2 separate regions of the Gossypium hirsutum genome follow, and region 2 is linked to region 1. The links are chromatin contacts, called in public Hi-C maps. All regions are on one chromosome and are shown on one strand. Each heading gives the region's core, a stretch centred on a gene start, on an enhancer-like site or on the middle of the called end of the contact. The rest is flanking DNA. Distances are from core to core; before and after follow the strand shown.

Region 1 (4,345 bases), core at 998-3,497:
AAAAATCTGTCCATCAGCATGCTTCTGAACCACTAAGAATTCTCCCATGTTAATATTTTTGTATTTCATGGAAACAACCAGACTTCTGGATGCTGCTGTATCTTCAATAAAGTGTATTAGGTCTTTATAACACAAACGAATATCAGTTGACATAACATCATAAAGTTAAGTGATCACTTCTCCAGATTTTCATACTTTAATACAATTTGGATTTTCACTTAAAAACCTACCAACTCAATGCCAATAATTCTAGACTTGTAAATCCATGAGCTATCAGTGTGAACACTGTATCTAAGCAAAGATCATGCCTATCGAATCAATTCATATCAACACAATTAACAACACAGACAATACGAAGTCTAAAGGCCTATACAACAGGACCAAATCACTCTTCCCCAGCCCCCACCTGAGCAGGCTCTAAGGGATAAATAAAGTTAAACTTAGGTCCAGCACCTGCCAATAGCATTATAAAAGAGGACCGTGTTTTCCGCCTTTTGTTCTAGTGAAGGACAACAAAGACTTTGGTTACATCACAACTGTATAAATGCCTCCCAGGAAGGCCTAGAAGGAGGTATTTTCTTAAAAGAAAATGCTAATTAAACCCTAGCCGTACTACCAGTCAAAAAGTTGGGGGAAAACAATAATGTTCAGTTTCCATAGCAGAAAAGGAGAGGAAGGGATCATCATTCCACTATAGGGCCAAATTTTAGAACTTCTTTAACCATTTTTGCTCCAATTGAAAGTGGCAGCTAAAATAATACCAGTTCCAATTCTTCAACGACCTGCTGATAAATGACAGCTAAAACAATAGTCAGTAGCCTATCTGTCACTCAATTAAACTGTTTTCACATCCTTGAACAAAAACATATGTTAATGTATTTTATGCAAATTTATAAAAGAAAAAGAAAAGCACTTGGAGAGAACTCTTCTGGCATATCTTGCAAAGATGCATACAATATATTCATCCTAATAAATGCATAACTGAGATAGCTATCTTCCCAAGCATCCAACTTACCAGTCACTGCAATCTTCACACTGAACCATTAGGTCATCAGGATTGTAAGGCATTTCACATTTGCAATAACTGCCACATCACCATAACAAACTAGAAAAGGTCAAAGGAAAAAAAGATTAAATAGAATAATCTAATTCTCAAAGTTGCAAAACACTCGAACTTCATTTCAAGTAAAAATGTTCACTTTGAAATAACCAGTTCAATCCGCTAGAGTCGTGGGACCTGAATCCATCATTTATTAAAGAAATAAAATACACTGACAAAATAAGGGGATTTGTGGGGCAAATAGTCGAAGCCCGCCAAAGATCCCAAACCGTCGCATAAGTAGAATCCGTGTAAAACTGCACTTCCTCTATTAAATAGTGTTTTTCAAGTGAACATTAATCAAACATTAAGCATACAAATATAATGTTGAAGTCAACGTTAATCAACTTATATTCACTAAATTAATCTTAGTCAAGCGATTAACTGAACAAAACATCATTAGTGATAAATCAACAAAAAAAGCGCCAATTAAGCCATTGAAGTATGAGTTTTGAGCGAAGAGAAAACAGGGGAAAAACATGAGTCTAATTAACAATTATGAAGTTAGAATTCAGGCACTTGTTAAAACAAAAATTAAAAGAAGAAAAAGAACGTACACGGCGACGCGATCGGGATTGAAAGCACCGGTGGAGGAATTATATTCGAAACGACAGAAGAAGTCATCGTTTCCAACGGCGTCGAGCTTCGTATAGCTCTTGAAGCTATGGACTGTGCACTTCCCTTCGATAGTATCAGCGCTTTGCACATCGTAATGATCAGACAAGAAAAGCTCTTTAGATCCATGGAACTGTCTCCGCCCTCCGATCGACTCCTCCGGCCTGTAGTACCACCTTGCGAGAACCTTAACGTTTCCTCCACGTGCGTCCGCATCGATCCGTTCGATTCTCGCCACGTATTGAGGGTTTGACTGGTCCGCTGGTCGCATCAACACGCAATCCCCAGCTGCCAGTCACCACCACCACCACCACAACTTTTTAGAAAAAAAAAAACCCTTAAAGCTCTTATCTTTTTCATTTCCTTTGGCTTACCGTTAATTGTTTTATTGATGTGTTTGATTGTGCAAGACTCTAGAGGTCTCCTCGGAGCTTTAGCTTTGGCCATGGGAGAAGAACAGAAAATAGTACAAAAAGAGAAATAAACGACAATCGTTCAGTGAAATACAATACAAAGGCATGCACAAGGACAAGAGAGAGATTGTGGGGCGACAAAAATTAAATTTTCAAAAATAATAGTAAAAGTTTGGTCAAATTTTAGAAAGATCCCTGTACTATGTGTTTTTTTCTGATTTAATCCCTCTTCTATAATTTAATAATACCTAATCCATCCACTTTTCGAAATGTGTCCTTTCAATCTTGATAATAACTCTTTTTTTTTTCAATAAATTCTATCAAATTTTTTAGCCTGACTTTCTAATGTGTACATCACATTATTTGATGAAATTATTATAAAAAATAATAATATCAATATTAAAAATACACATTTTAAAATGTAAACAAACTGAATCTATTAAATTATGATATAAGGACTAAATCTGATAAAACAAATAGAACAAACACTTTTTAATGAATTTAGAAATAAGGTTTAATTCACGATTGGACACTTGAAATATACTAGTTTTTCCACTTTAGCACCTAAACTTTCTTTAAACTATTACTCTGTTATAGTTTTTAGTCCAACAACAATTAAACAATGCTAAAAGAAAAACTGATCAACCAAGAAGAATGTGCAAGCTGCATGTTTTTTAAGTTAGAGTTAAAATTAAAATTTTAAAAGTATATTTTAATTAAATAAAAATATATATTTTTTTTGAATCAATGTTGTTGATACCAAGTATCAACGAAACGAAGAGACAAGTAGAGGTGTGATATTGATTCACCCTAGTGGATGGAGAGCTATGAAAGAGAGGGATTGTTTACTAGTGGGCTTTTATACAAGGGATTAAGTTGTCACAAGGAAGAGTTCTATTAATAGATGAGTCACTTCGTTGTTATGTAGTGAAGGGGGCTATGTGACCTTGTAGGATGATGATGCGATGTTATAGGTTGAGCTAATGATGTATAATAACTGTTTTGTCAATAAATGGTTTTTGGCAGTGACAGAAAGCGAATAGTAATTGAGATAGAGGTGTATCACTCGACAAGAGTGCATGTAAAGGTGATTTAACAATTGTCTCCTAGTCGAAGAGGAGACAAAAGTTGGCCCTGTTAGAGAGATGTTAGTGAGAGCAAAATTTCTCTCTTTTTCATTTATTTTTTTTAATTTAAATGACCAGTGAATAATGTAATTGTGATTTAAAGATGTGACTTTTAATGGCAACATGATTTGGAGAACATGTGTTGGTTGCCATTTGTTATTAAGTTTAATGACGCGGCATGGCGGTACGTGACAATATATAAGAAGATCATATGGTGGTTGATGAGTGATGTATGTGAAAGTTACACACTATTAGAGCGTAAGGGCAGTTGCATGCATTTTGGATGAGTTATGGAGCTTATAAATAGATGGTTAATGTGTGTCTTGCTTCACCTTCATTACTTGCTTTATCGGCTTTAATTTACTTTGTTTGCCACCTCCTATTCTTTTTCTTCTTAATTTGCTGCAATCGTTTTTATTTGAGTTAATTTATGATATCTGTAGTAATAAATTTTTTTCGAAATCACATTTATGTTTTGAACTAGATGAATGTTTGTCGTTATTAACTTTTAACCGAACGATCTTTTCTATTATTCTCGTACCATGATGCGAGATTCCGATTATACTTGGGAAGTCAAAGTCTAAAAACCCTCACAATAGAACAAATGGAATGCCTTACTTGGTATTAAATTCCATTTGACATAATGAGTATCTCATCCTCATCTTTCTTCTTTATTTAAATATATTAAATTTTGGGATACACGTTATTCAGCACCATCAAAACTTGTAGGCATGTGAATTGTAAAGCTACCTAATTTTGTAACTTTTCAACTTTTAAGTTATTGATTCACCAATCGTTTGACAACTGAAATATTGCGTCTAATTATTGGTTTTGGTCCATCTATTATTTAAATTTACGGTTTAATTTATCTTAGGCCCGGTCTTAGAGTCGTCTAGAGATAAGGCCGCTCAAGGTTCAAGCCTAAAAGGGGTCTAAAATATTATTTTTCAATTTTTAAAGGGTCCAATTTATTTTTAACATTTAAAGGTCAGAAAAAAATTTTACCAACTTTTGAGGGGCTCCAAAATTTCTTTTACCAGCTTTTAAGGACCTAAAATTTTTTTCTCCAAATTTTAAGTAACCTAAAAACT
Region 2 (4,345 bases), core at 608-3,107, 130 kb after region 1:
AGTTGTTTTTAAGTAAACACGAAAATAAAAATTCAGAAATATTTGAAATAACAGATGAAATATTTGTTCAAATCAAGAACTTGGTTGGTATAAAGAACAAATGGGAGAATTAGAAAAAGTAGGACTTCTAAGAAGATCCGATTCTAGACATAGAAGTGCGAGCTTCTTTGTTAGTAATCATAATGAACAGATAAGAAACAAACTATAAAATGTTAAATGATAATACCTATGATAATATGCTTATAATATACCTAGTAACGATCAGCTTATCAATAAAATACAAGATGCAAAATGGTTTAGCAAATTCGACTGTAAGTCAAGCTACCATCAAATAAAAATGCATTACTGCCTGTATATGTCCAAATCCAATTGGACATTGGGAATGGCTTGTAATGCCATTTGGGCTTAAAAATGCCCCAGCAGTCTACCAGAAGAGAATGGATAATATATTTAAAAGATTGTAGTGATTTCGCTATAGACGATGTATTAGTCTTTAGTAAAACTGCTAAAGAACATAGAGAACATTTAAAGACCATATTCAATATATTCCATCAAGAGGGAATAATAATAAGCAAGAAAAAGATGGGACTAGGAAAAGAATATATAAAATTCCTAGGAGTCATAATAGGAAATGGCAACCACGTATAGCCCAAAAGTACTCGATAGAAGGCCTGAAACTAATACAAGAATTTCTGGGCCTGCTAAACTATGCAAGACCATTTATAAAAGAATTTATCAAAATTAATTGGTCCAGTAACTAATAAAACTAAGAAAAATGGATAGCCAAGACATAAAAGTACGAAGAATCCAAAACTAGAACTACCACTACATACGGACTATCTTATAATAGAAACAGATGGTTCAATAGAAGGATGGGGAGCAGTTTTATACAAAAACGAAAATCAATACGCCCCCAAATTATCAGAAAAACTTTGTAGATACAATTCAGGAAGATTCAAAGAAAAGAGAATAGTTTGAGGAATAGATGCTGAAGTGCTAGCCCTTAGATACGCTTTAGAATCTTTTGAATTATTCGTACTTGGCAAAGATTGTATTAGCATTGTAAAATACTTTGCTAACATGAAAGAAACAAAACAAAAAAAAAGAACTTCACTAAATAGGTGGAACAAACTAGCCACATACTTTATAGAAAGGCATCTAAAGCCAGAAATAGAACATATACCAGGAAAAGATAATAAGCTGGCCGATTTATTATCCCAGAACCCAGAAAATAACTCAAGGTTTCAAGTTTAATTTGCTTAATATTGATTTATGGGATTTTGTTGCAGGTACCATGAAGCCTCGAGCAAGCAATATAAATACCGGGTCCCAAGTGGAGAATACTATAAATCAGAATACTTTGATACAACCCATCGATACTAAGCTGGGATCCAATGAAGAGGATGCTCAGAATAAATACTTATACGATCTCTGTGGAACACCAGAAGATCCTTTATACCAAGCTAAGATCGAGCTTATACAAAAGGCAGCCCAACTTGGGTTGAATAAAGACGATCTTATAAATAATAAGAAAACAGAACCAAAAGGGATATGTTTTGGAAAGAAGGAAAAGGCCCCTGAAAAACCAAAACTCATACATTCCGATAAATTGGTTTTTTCAGATTATAAAGGATAAGGACAAGAATTTAATCTTGCACCTGGAACTAATACAAATGATACAGTACAGAGCGTATACTTATTGATAATACATTTATTGCTCATAAAAAATCAAATATAAAATATCTCATTGCTTGCCTTAATGGTTTAGCATTATACTTTTACGAATAATAAAAAAGAAGATTCATACTACATCATATTCCGAGGCGAAAAAAGAGGAATATACGAAAAATATGCACAAGTCGCCCAATACATCAAGACCGGAGGAATCAAGAAATATGCAACTCTTGCAGAAGCCCTCCACGAAGCAGACACATACTTGACGAAGCCATACTATAAAAGCCCATAAGTAATTCAGGCTATGAAGCAGAAGGGCCCAGAATCAGTCCAACCAGAACATTTTACAGAAGCCCAGAGAACTATACTAAGCCTGAAGAAGAAGCAGATCGAGCTCGAAGAACAGAACCAGCTACTAAAAGAAAAGATAGGACAGCTGGAGCAACATAACGAAGATCGATCATACGCCGGAGCCGGAAAAGCCATAACTAGAAGTGGCAGCTGTTCAGTAGAAGACGAAAGGGAAGCCTCGAAAACAAAGAGCCCCCTTTCTCAAAGTATCCATTCCATATGGAAGCGCTAAGAGCAACATATGGAGACGACGACTCATCGGACTCCGACTCCGACCACTCTCCTCCGCTGTCTTTTCCCGCCAATTCCAATCCCCAAACGGAGGAGACGCTGTCGTCTGCTCTCCCTCCGCCTCCTGTTTCTCTCCTCCACCCTCCCAATTCCCTTGGTAATTCAAACTACAACAAATTTCCCATAACTTTCTTTTACTAAAATATTTTACTCTTTTTGCTCATCAACTATTTTTTTCTTGATAATGAAAAAAGGATCTTTGGATTACTTACAAACTGGTCAGCCCAGTAGAGTGAGAAGCTTCCCTCACGTCGAAGGCAACTATGCTTTGCACGTTTACATTCCAGGTGCTTTTTTTGAATGGCCACAGTTCTTTATCGATAATATTGAATTGAATGAATTGCCTTTTTTTTTATTTACTCTGTTAATTATTTCAGTTTTTATACCGTCTATATCAAAGAAAGAGATGGGTCAATTTTTGAAGAGAGTTTCATCCGTGGTTCCCAATCTCCATGTTGTGGATATTGATATTCCATTGAATACACTGTGTAAAGAAGAACATAAACTTGAACAAGTGGCATTGGGAAGGGAATTCCATATAAGTTTAGGAAGGACAGTTCCTATTAGAGTTCACCAGATTGACTCTATTGTAGCAATGCTTCGCCAGAAACTTCAATTTCAAAAGCGGTTTGATGTTATTCTTTACTATTATTATGCTTAGTTCCATTGTTAAATAAATAACCTTTGGGTTTTCTTCCTTATGATTCAAGGATATGGTTTTGATCTTTGTTCTTATTGCAAGTAGGTATTGGATTGATTTTAACAAATGGGAGGTTTTTGTCAATGATGATCGAACGTGCACCTTTCTTTCACTCGAAGTTGTTACTGGAGGATTACCCAAGGTAAGTGTGCTGGAGTTTTCCTTTTTTCTTTTACTGAAATTGAAATTCTTTTGCATATTGAGCTTGCCTTCATTGTTTATATATATGGACATCTCAAGTGAAAAAGAAAAGCTAAAGAAAGAGGATGATATACCATAGCTTTATTGCCTATCTTTTTTTATATAGAGATGCTTGGGTTTCCAAGTTATGTTTCTAAAAGTGGTATATAATTTTGAGATTGATGCTTCAATTGGAGTAAAAACTTCTAAATCATGTTTATTTTGCACTAGTTTGTCATACTGGTCGGGTATTTGTTCTATTCTCATTTCCTGACAATTAAGTATTTAAGTCGTATCTGCTCTCAGTAGGATGGCTATCTTATGTAGAACAAATCGGGATGCTCATGTTGTAGTTCTTTTTCTTTTCCCTCTATATTCCACTGTTCTTTTATTTCCAAATAAATGGCATTTACTTGATCGCAATTAACTCGCAGATAACTAAGCAAATTCAGGCTGTTAACGAGGTTTACAAGCTTCACAATCTCCCCGAGTTCTATAAGGTCTGTGCCGTTATAATTAATTGCCAAGTCTAAGCAATACTTCATAAAATGCAGAGCAATGATCTTATTCTTATATCATATTGTTTGTCAACCTACAGGATCCAAGGCCTCATATATCATTGGCTTGGGCACTAGGTGACGTTAGTGGTTCCCTTAAGAAAGTGGTCGAGCAGGAAACAAAGTCATCTGCCTTTAGAGGTTCCTTACAGAGTCGTATTTGTACAAGTAAAGTTGGTGGCATTGAGTGTAAAATTGGGAATAGAACACATATAATATGTAAATCTCCCGATCAATGATAGAATCTCTTCAAACTCTCAAGATGCAGCCATCTTAGTTTCTTTATGTTACTTTATCTGTTATTTATGAAAGTCCGGATATAGGATTTGCTATTAGGTCCTCATGGACCATCATAAACGTTTTCCCTCTGTATGTTGCTAACAGGTGCTTTGCTTGTAACCTTGACACTGTAATCATTACCCTTGTCTTACAAAATATCTTCCTTTTTGGTTTGCGACACATTGATTAGACTTTATTTTTCTTGGTGGAGGAAGCAGTACAAACACTCTTGATAGTTTGGCCTCCTTTATGATGTTCTGAACTGTTTATTTGTGTGCGGTTTTCGTCCTACTTGGAGCTTTATAACAAGTCT

What was found. A called contact is a pair of places that touch in the nucleus more often than the background predicts.
Region 2: a Hi-C map of leaf shows a contact between it and region 1, with 1.9 times the contacts expected there. The contact joins the promoter of LOC107913548 here to the promoter of LOC107913543 in region 1. A contact is called at or near these places in 2 of 34 Hi-C or Micro-C datasets (both in leaf).

What each region holds. Positions count from the first base shown.
Region 1 is chrA13:3,686,460-3,690,804 of Gossypium_hirsutum_v2.1, forward strand. It overlaps LOC107913543 (chromatin remodeling protein SHL), which reads right to left and starts at 2,248. Exons shown (of 5, transcript XM_041084505.1): 1 at 2,089-2,248; 2 at 1,657-2,002; 3 at 1,016-1,021. The coding sequence starts at 2,161.
Region 2 is chrA13:3,819,329-3,823,673 of Gossypium_hirsutum_v2.1, forward strand. It overlaps LOC107913548 (U6 snRNA phosphodiesterase), which reads left to right and starts at 1,858. Exons shown (of 6, transcript XM_016842175.2): 1 at 1,858-2,413; 2 at 2,511-2,603; 3 at 2,694-2,943; 4 at 3,062-3,158; 5 at 3,631-3,696; 6 at 3,795-4,212. The coding sequence starts at 2,245. The coding sequence ends at 3,992. It also overlaps the pseudogene LOC107911165.